Linked DNA regions of Sus scrofa: region 2 is linked to region 1. Evidence: chromatin contacts called from public Hi-C data. All regions are on one chromosome and are shown on one strand. Each heading gives the region's core, a stretch centred on a gene start, on an enhancer-like site or on the middle of the called end of the contact. The rest is flanking DNA. Distances are from core to core; before and after follow the strand shown. Region 1 has its middle 48 kb from the start of NOD1. Region 2 holds the start of FKBP14 (FK506 binding protein 14).

Region 1 (4,177 bases), core at 520-3,019:
TTGCCGAGAGAACCACACTCCTCAGCGGACGCCTTCATATTTTATTAAAGTGCGAACGCTCAACTTTTAAGCCTAAAATGTACCCAGAAAGTGCCAAATATTACTGCTTTTAGAGACTGTCAAAACTGCTGCCTCTAAGGGAAGTTGGATTTGTATGGTGTTGACCTAAATTCTGACTTGGAAGTACGTTGATCATCTAGATGGTAAATGATAGATGTTCTGTTTTTCTTATAAAAGTGCAACCAGCCTCCTAATTTGCTGGAAAGTTTCTCCAGTACCCAGAGGTGAGCTCCTGTGCAGAGAAGTGGAGGCTTTTCCAAATCAAGGAAAAGAGTTGAAAATTGGGGGAGGGGCTACGAAGGAATTTCGTGAACTTGGGACATGACTGTTTCTTTCCACGGGACACATGGGTTGATTTGAGGACAGAAATTACAGCTCCCATTTTTCAGACCTACATTTATGGCACGTCCATGCTGACTGGGAACTTAGGAGCGGTGTCAAGTCACTGTGGGGCTTTGGGCCACGTCCTGAGAAGTGGGGATCCCAGAGTACCGGCTCGTGGGGCTGTTGTGAGGATTAAATGAGCCGATACATGGAAAGCGGTTAGCACAGTGCCTGGCGCAGGGTTGATGCCCCACATGTGATGTGATGGCATAAAACCATTTCTCACCCGCAGGTGTCCTCTTCTCACTCTGAGACTTAGAGAACTTCCCAAAAAGGTCAAAGATGGGACGGACTGAAAGTTCTCAAAGCTCAGGTCTAAAAACATTCAGCATCAAGCCTCCTGCACTACCCTAGCTTCCTCAGGGAAAAGCATAGCTGTTAGTTGTCACCATTCCTGCCGAAGGGCCCCACCATCGAAGTGTCACTCACTGGATCGAGGGAGGTGCCTTCCTATCTTCACAGTAAGAACAGAGAGGACGCTGGCACCACGGCCCAGAGCCGGGCCCTCCAGCTTCTGACAGGTGTCCCTTTCAGGTCCCCAGCTCAGAAGGCGCATTTGGCTCCGCGGTGTTGGTCCTTTTCCAGGTGTGACACACGTCTGCTTCCAGTAACTAATTGCTCATTTACAGGAAAACAACCAAACCAAACCCTTGCTCTGGAGCTGAAAGGCAAAACGGTGACCATTATCCCAGGCTCCTAGACAGGAATTTTAATGAAAATGGAATTAGCTGGTAAGGAAACCAAAGCTCAGGTTACCACACGGGGGGCGGGGGTGGGGGTGGGGGGGAGAAGTTGAGGGGGGGGTCCCTTCCCAGCCTGATGCTCACAGCCGTCAACCTAAGGTAACTGCACCCAAGACCAGCTGAAAACTTTTAGAAGCACAAACCCCTGAGAAGTTTATAGGTCCCCAGTGTTCTGTAATATTTTTTAAAAGATTTGAAATAAAAATAAGTTACAAAATAAGTTCAAGGGTGTTCCGTTTCTGATTTTTCCCACAACTCCTCGGGTGCTTTTATGAGCAAATAACATATCAAAATACCTCCAGCTTTTTTTCCCTTTGTCTCTGTCATCGTATTTTGCTTTTGCTATCAAAGCAGTATCCATATTAGAGACCATTTTAAATAATGCTTATGACCCAAAGCTAACACAGCTACTTTAATTTCTGCATGTCATCTTCCCATGTTTTGCCTACTTTGAGACTTTTTATTGTAAAATACACAATTTACCACCCTAATGTTTAAGGGGACAGTTCAGTGGTATAAACACGACCATATGTTGTGTAACCATCACCAACACCCACTTCCAGAATTAGTCTTCCTGTCAAACCAAAACTCTATACTCTGTGAGTAATAGTTCCCCATTTTCCCTTCCCCTGAGCCCCTGGAAACTACCTACTTTCTGCCTCTGATTTTGACTATTCTAGGTCCCTCATACGAGTAGAGCCATACAGTATTTGTCTTTTTGAGCCTGGCTTATTTCATTTACCATAATATCCTTAAGGTTTGTCCATGTCAGAATTTCCTTTTTTAAGGCTGACCATTTTGAGACTTTTTTTTTTTTTTTGGTCTTTTGTCTTTGTGTCTTTACAGGGTCGCATCTGCGGCATATAGGAGATTCCCAGGCTAGGGGTCTAATTGGAGCTGTAGCTGCCAGCCTACACCACAGCCACAGCAACGCCAGATCCGAGCCATGTCTATGACCTACACCACAGCTCACAGCAACACCAGATCCTTAACCCACTGAGTGAGGCCAGGGATCGAACCTGCAACCTCATGGTTCCTAGTCGGATTCATTTCCCCTGCGCCATGACGGGAACTCCTGAGACATCTTTTCACATAGTTATAAACACAGTGTACGTTTGCCGTTTCTTTCAAATATTTTCCCACATTATAATCTATCATCTGTATTCTATTTGATCATTTGCTTAGTTATGTTCCAAGAGCCAGACATTCTGGTTTCCAGATTGGCTGTGGTGGTCGTGGTGATTATTAGAGACAAGTCTATGGAAGTAAAAATGTCTTTAGGATGATTCCTTTGGAGTGAGATTGGCAAGTCAAGTGAATTTTTCTTTCTTTCTCAATCTATGTGAACCCATCCAGTTTAGGAGCCTCAGAAGTGGCTTAGAAGTAGGTGGAAGTTGGAGACCAATGTCATGTCTCCTTTGAAAGGGGATGAGACTCCCTGCCCTGGACTCTCACCCTGGACAGTCCAGGCACTGCCCGCACATGCAGATGTGTTACAGCCACACATGGGCACTGGAAACAACCACAGCTGCTGGGAAGAATGAGTAACCCATAAATCGGCAGCTGTTTTCAAGCAGCATCGTGCACGATGACCATGTGCGACTGGATAGGTGCATCTTCAAAATCAGTTTTCCTTGATCTTAAATACTTCTATGTGTGCATGTATCTCCACTTTGCCTGAACAAGTCAGTCTGACTGGACCCGTGAGCACTGGGTCAAATGGAAACTAATTCGTCCCCCAACTACCCTATGAAGTAGGGGTTACTTCCTGAGTGAGGAAACTGAGCATTTGGGCAGATAGGATATGCAGCTTGTCTTACTACTGAGGTTGTGCATAAAAATAGGGAAGGAGCAAAACCCCTTTAGGAAAGGGATTTTTGGCAAATGTAGATGGTTGGACCTGATAATATCCACAATTTTTGAGCTCACTTCACCTCCCCTGTTCTGCCAGTGGGGACAGTGACACTGGGGAGGAAACGACTTGCCCAAGGTCATACGCATCATCGTCAATTGAATAAGAACTAGAACACAGGCCTTGTGGCTGGCCTGACCCTCTGTTCTGATGGTTTGTGACCTCCAGTTCATTCTCCAACTGACCTTTTTTTTTTTTTTCCTGCCAAGCCTATTCAACTTGATTCCAATCCACTAGGGCAAGTTAAACAAAATGAACTCTTCCCCCAAGGACACAGCTGGGGTCCCTTTAGTGTCCCTTTGTTTGGGAAGCCTGGTCTTTTTTCCTTTATCCGTGGTGCTAAAAGTTACAGGACCTTGGCTCATGTTCACAAGCCTCACTGACTGAGTCACAGGGCCAGGAACACCCTGGAGGATGCTGGGTGACACAAGAGTCTGACCCTTCAGAGCACACAGGCTTCACCCCCCAACCTTGGGACTGGACCCGAGGAAGTAGGTGCAGTCCAAAGAGGCGGAGAAGGTCGAACTGGGATTATTTTCATCACAAGAGGGCAGTGTGTATCCAGCAATTAGTCCATTATGCAAGCAGCCTGAAGGCCTCGGCTGCGCAGGGGGTCTGATGACAGACCCAGTGTTCTACTTACATAAAAATCCAAAGTACAGAGTGTTAAAAGCAATTTCATCATGAGCTCACTCATCCGTGATTTCAAAGACATTTGGAAAGTAGCAAGAGTGGTCCCCAAGGCATATATAACCACAGTGCTACAGCAAAGCCTGCGGGTACCGAGGATCTGGATTCAAATTCCAGTGCCACCAGAACCCGTGTGATCTTGGACAAATGACTTATCTTTTCTTATTATTTCATCCATAATAATAGTGCTCCCTGAGAGTTCCCATGGTGGCTCAGAAGAAGAGAACCTGACTAGTATCCATAAGGACACAGGTTCGATCCCTGGCCTTGCTCAGTGGGGCAAGGATCCAGCATTGCTGTGAGCTGTGGTGTAGGCCGGCAGCTGCAGCTCCGACTGGACCCCTAGCCTGGGATCCTCCATCTGCCGCGGGTGCAGCCCTAAAAAAAA
Region 2 (3,978 bases), core at 225-2,724, 390 kb after region 1:
GAATTGCAGGATATCGCTCCAAGCCCAGAAACTGCTGAATTGAACTCTTGAATGGGTCCAGGAACTCCCAGGGGATTCCTATGCGTATTAAAGTGTGAGAAAGCACTGTGCTAAGGATATTTGACTAGGGAAAATGTTAACTGTAGACTCAGTGGAAAAGCAGGTTATGAAACAGTGTACAATAGGATCCTAATTGTTTTAGGCATGTGTCACAAAAGCATACAACAAGGTGTTCAGAGGATTATATCTGGATGGTGGTATCATAGGAAATCTTTTTTCTTTCTTTTTCTTTAGTGAAAGTCTGCCAGATTTAGCAAATAAAAACAAAGAACAATCAACTCGTTTATCTGGAATTCAAATTTAATGTGGCTCCTGTTTTTTAACTGGGAATTCTAGTGCTTTCCAGTTTCTTCCAACTCGACTACAATGTACACGTATTGCTTTTGAAATTATGAGAACAATGTAAAACTAAAAATTTTAAACTAAGTTGAGCTTGTGTAACTCGTAAATGTGATTACTATTTCTTTAAGGCCGAGATCTGCACTCTCTCTCGAGTTTTGTTTTTCTTTTTAGAGCCGCACCTGCAGCATATGGAAGCTCCCTGGCCACAGCCACAGAAACGCCAGATCCCAGCTGCATCTGCAACCCATGTCACAGCTTGTGGCAGTGCTGGATCCTTAACCTACTGAGCGTGGCCAGGGACCCAACCCGCATCCTCTCAGATATAATGTCGAGTTAGCTGAGCAACAACGGGAACTATGGTCTGCACTTATTCTTGATAGAGGCTATTATTGACTCTCTACACTAAGGTCATTTAGATGATAAATTATTAGCAGCCGTAACATAATGCAGTGATGCACAATACATCACAATACCTGGTTTGACGGCGGAGCTCAACGGCTTTTGACGCTCAACAACCTTAAGCAGGACACAACCTCTCCTAGCCTATATATGCTCATCTTTTAAATGGAATAAAAGAATCTGCCTTACCCGCAGGGTAGTGAGCGTCAAACACAGGAATGCACTTTGTGAAACCAAAAGCACTGCTAAAGTCTTTATCGATTGCACCGTAAATTAAATAATAAGCAATTACTATGGGGGAGGGGGACCGCACCAACTATGAGAGCAAAGGAGTCTTTCCTTAAACCTCTGCTGTTTCACCTGGGTCCACGACTTCTCACTGAAGCCAGGTTCTCCGCAGCCGTGACTTTGCCTGAGAAGTTTCCGGTGAGCTCCGCGCCCCACCCCTTTCTTAAAGTGCCAGGTAGAGGAATTCTGTAGTCTGTCGGGCTCCGGGACCACTCCGGGTGGTTCTCCCCTGGGCTACCGGGTGGTAAATTACATGGTTGTAGAGTCATTGGTTCGAGAGTCGCCCGAGAGACAGCTCCACTAGCCAATAAGAGGCCGCCCTGCCCAGGCGTCCGCGTGGTTGGAGCCAGTCAGGCCCGGGCTTGGGTTTAACTCTTTAGAAACCAGTTCGAAGTTGCACGGGAAAGTTGTCCGTAGTGAATGTGCCACGTCTACTGGGAGGGAGAGTTATGAACTTGCCAGAGGCTGTTGTCCTAAGCTTTCAACTACATTTTTAACTCTATGAGGTCGGGGGCCCTTTCTCTGTTTTTCTAGGAACTTCTTTCCTGCTCTGGCAACATGAGGCTTTTCTTGTGGAACGCGGTCCTGACGCTGTTAGTCACTTCTTCGAGCGGGGCTCTGATCCCTGAACCAGAAGTGAAGATTGAAGTGCTCCAGAAGCCATTCATCTGCCATCGCAAGACCAAAGGGGGGGATTTGATGCTGGTCCACTATGAAGGCTACTTAGAAAAGGACGGCTCCTTATTTCACTCCACGTAAGTAATTATACCCTGCAGGTAAAGAAGTAAAGAACCCACCCACTTAGGCCAGCTCTTGGGCAGGAACAGTAGCGTGTACCAGCGTTATCTCCCTTTTAAAAAACTAAAATATCGAATTTCTCTCTTTGGGGAAAGGAATTGGTTAAAGTCAATCTTATATAACAAGGCCTTTGAAGGTCTTACTGGAAACGTGGTCAGGATAAAACGATAAATTTTTTTATTGTAAAAATTAGAGCTAGAATCTCTGAAATCCTGTAGAAATATCTAGGTGTATAAATAGGCAATAAGTGGAAAAGACATAAAGGCATTCTCATTTCTCTTGTTCCTGAGGGAAAATAACTCAATTCCATTTTTCTTTGGTAAAGGTGAAATTAAACTTTTCATAGCCCTTTCATGAGCAGAATACACAATTATTTATTTGCTTGTGGTAGGATATGTTAACAGTAGTCCACTGACCTATTTAACTTTTGGCCTGGTGACATTTTGGTCAAGGCACAGGGACATTATTTGTTTCATTGTTTCTTTCTAGAAATTCAAAGACCTCATTGATGGGTGTGGGTGTGGTTATGGAAGATTAATCCAATACCTACAGTGAAAGATTTTCAGATGGTTACACTGTCCTTATTTCTGTTTTATAAAGAAAGAAATTGCAACAGGGAAAAGTTTTGTAAGTGTAATGATTTCCCATCAGGCCTTGATTCTCGGATTCCATCCCTAAAGTATTCATTGAACATTTCTTTATGTTAGGCCCTGTGCTTGACCCTAGGTGGATTTAAAACATCTGGCTTCTCTCTGTCCTCACCATTCATTCATCTCCATCTATCAAATCTTTACTGAGCAGCCCCAAGGCAGGCCCTGAGGATGCGGAGATGACTAAGACTGGGTTCTTGTCCTCTAGCAGGACACTGAGTACAGGGGGGAGGAAGACAGCTGTAAAGTTCAGAATGTTCAAAGTGCTCACGAAGCACGGACTCTGGAATTTATCATGCTCTGAGAGATGGGGAAAGAACACCTTCTGAGAGATCATAATTGAGGTGGGTCTTGAAAGATGGGTGGCTGGAGGTTTCCCAGGTAGAGAATGAGGAAGGAAGGACACCAGGTGGAAAGAGCAGCCTGAACTAAAGCAGCAAAGCTTCATGGCCCATCCTAGACCTCATTTTCTTTTCTTTTCTCTTTTTAGGGCTGCACCCGTCGCATATGGAAGTTCCTGGGCTGGGGTCGAATTGGAGCTACAGCTGCCAGCCTACACCACAGCCACGGCAACATGGGATCCAAGTTGTGTCCGCGATGTACATCTCATGGCAACACTGAATCCTTAACCTACTGAGCAAGGCCAGGAATCAAACCTGCATCCTCATGGATATTAGTTGGGTTCATGAGCCACTCAACCACAACAGGCACTCCCTCGACCTCATCTTCTGATCAACTGCCATTACTGGGCATTCAGATCTGATCTGTCATGACATTTTAAAGTCAATGGCAAAAAGTTCCAAGATGCCGGCTTGCCATAGACTTCTCAACAGTCTTATCTTTTTGTCAACAAGGCCAGAGCCACAGTGGACATTAAATGATATTATGATTTGCCTTCCGAAACTTTCCTTTACATTTTAATTTTTGGTATGATCTCTTTTAGATCCAGGCTGATCTATTTCAGGTCTCAGAACCAAAAGCCTGTGTGGATTTCGGTGGGAACATCGGGATATTAATTAGCACTCTGCTACTAAAGTTCTAGTACCTGAAGACAGGAATATTGTCAGGCAGCCTCCATGTAAATGGCCAGTACTGCTAACTCTGAGTATTATAAAGAAGTACCATCTAATGATCAGTTTAAAAAGCGTATTCATCATTTTGAGAACCACAGCCTATGTGGTAAATAGCCTAAATCCTTTAGCCATGAAGGATTCGGCAAGAAGTGTGCCAAAACTGTAGGCTTCTGGGTGGTAGATTCTTTCATTTTTTTCTATATTTTCTGACCGTCCCCTGTTTCCTACTGTTGCCATTTTGCTACTTTGATTACTTTTAAGGAAAAGAAGTAATGGTCTTTACCTCCATTTATTAACCATGGTACCTGTGAAGCCTGGTAGAGTGAAGCCTGGTACAGTTCTCATCTGTAAGAGATCCTTGAATAGAA

The links. A called contact is a pair of places that touch in the nucleus more often than the background predicts.
Region 2: a Hi-C map of retroperitoneal adipose tissue shows a contact between it and region 1, with 2.1 times the contacts expected there. The contact joins the promoter of FKBP14 here to the enhancer-like site in region 1. A contact is called at or near these places in 1 of 5 promoter capture datasets (fetal liver), 3 of 47 Hi-C or Micro-C datasets (embryonic fibroblasts, retroperitoneal adipose tissue and subcutaneous adipose tissue) and 1 of 2 datasets of contacts at active chromatin or transcription factors (alveolar macrophages).

What each region holds. Positions count from the first base shown.
Region 1 is chr18:42,510,867-42,515,043 of Sscrofa11.1, forward strand. No RefSeq gene overlaps it. Among named protein-coding and RNA genes, the nearest start is that of NOD1, 48 kb to the left of the region's middle. Within about 2 kb of position 1,770, at least 5 of the 83 cell types and tissues checked have an H3K27ac peak or open chromatin away from gene starts, as enhancers often do. A contact at or near this core is called in alveolar macrophages and retroperitoneal adipose tissue, where this site is marked.
Region 2 is chr18:42,901,626-42,905,603 of Sscrofa11.1, forward strand. FKBP14 (FK506 binding protein 14) reads left to right here and starts at 1,475. Exons shown (of 4, transcript NM_001244527.1): 1 at 1,475-1,844. The coding sequence starts at 1,648.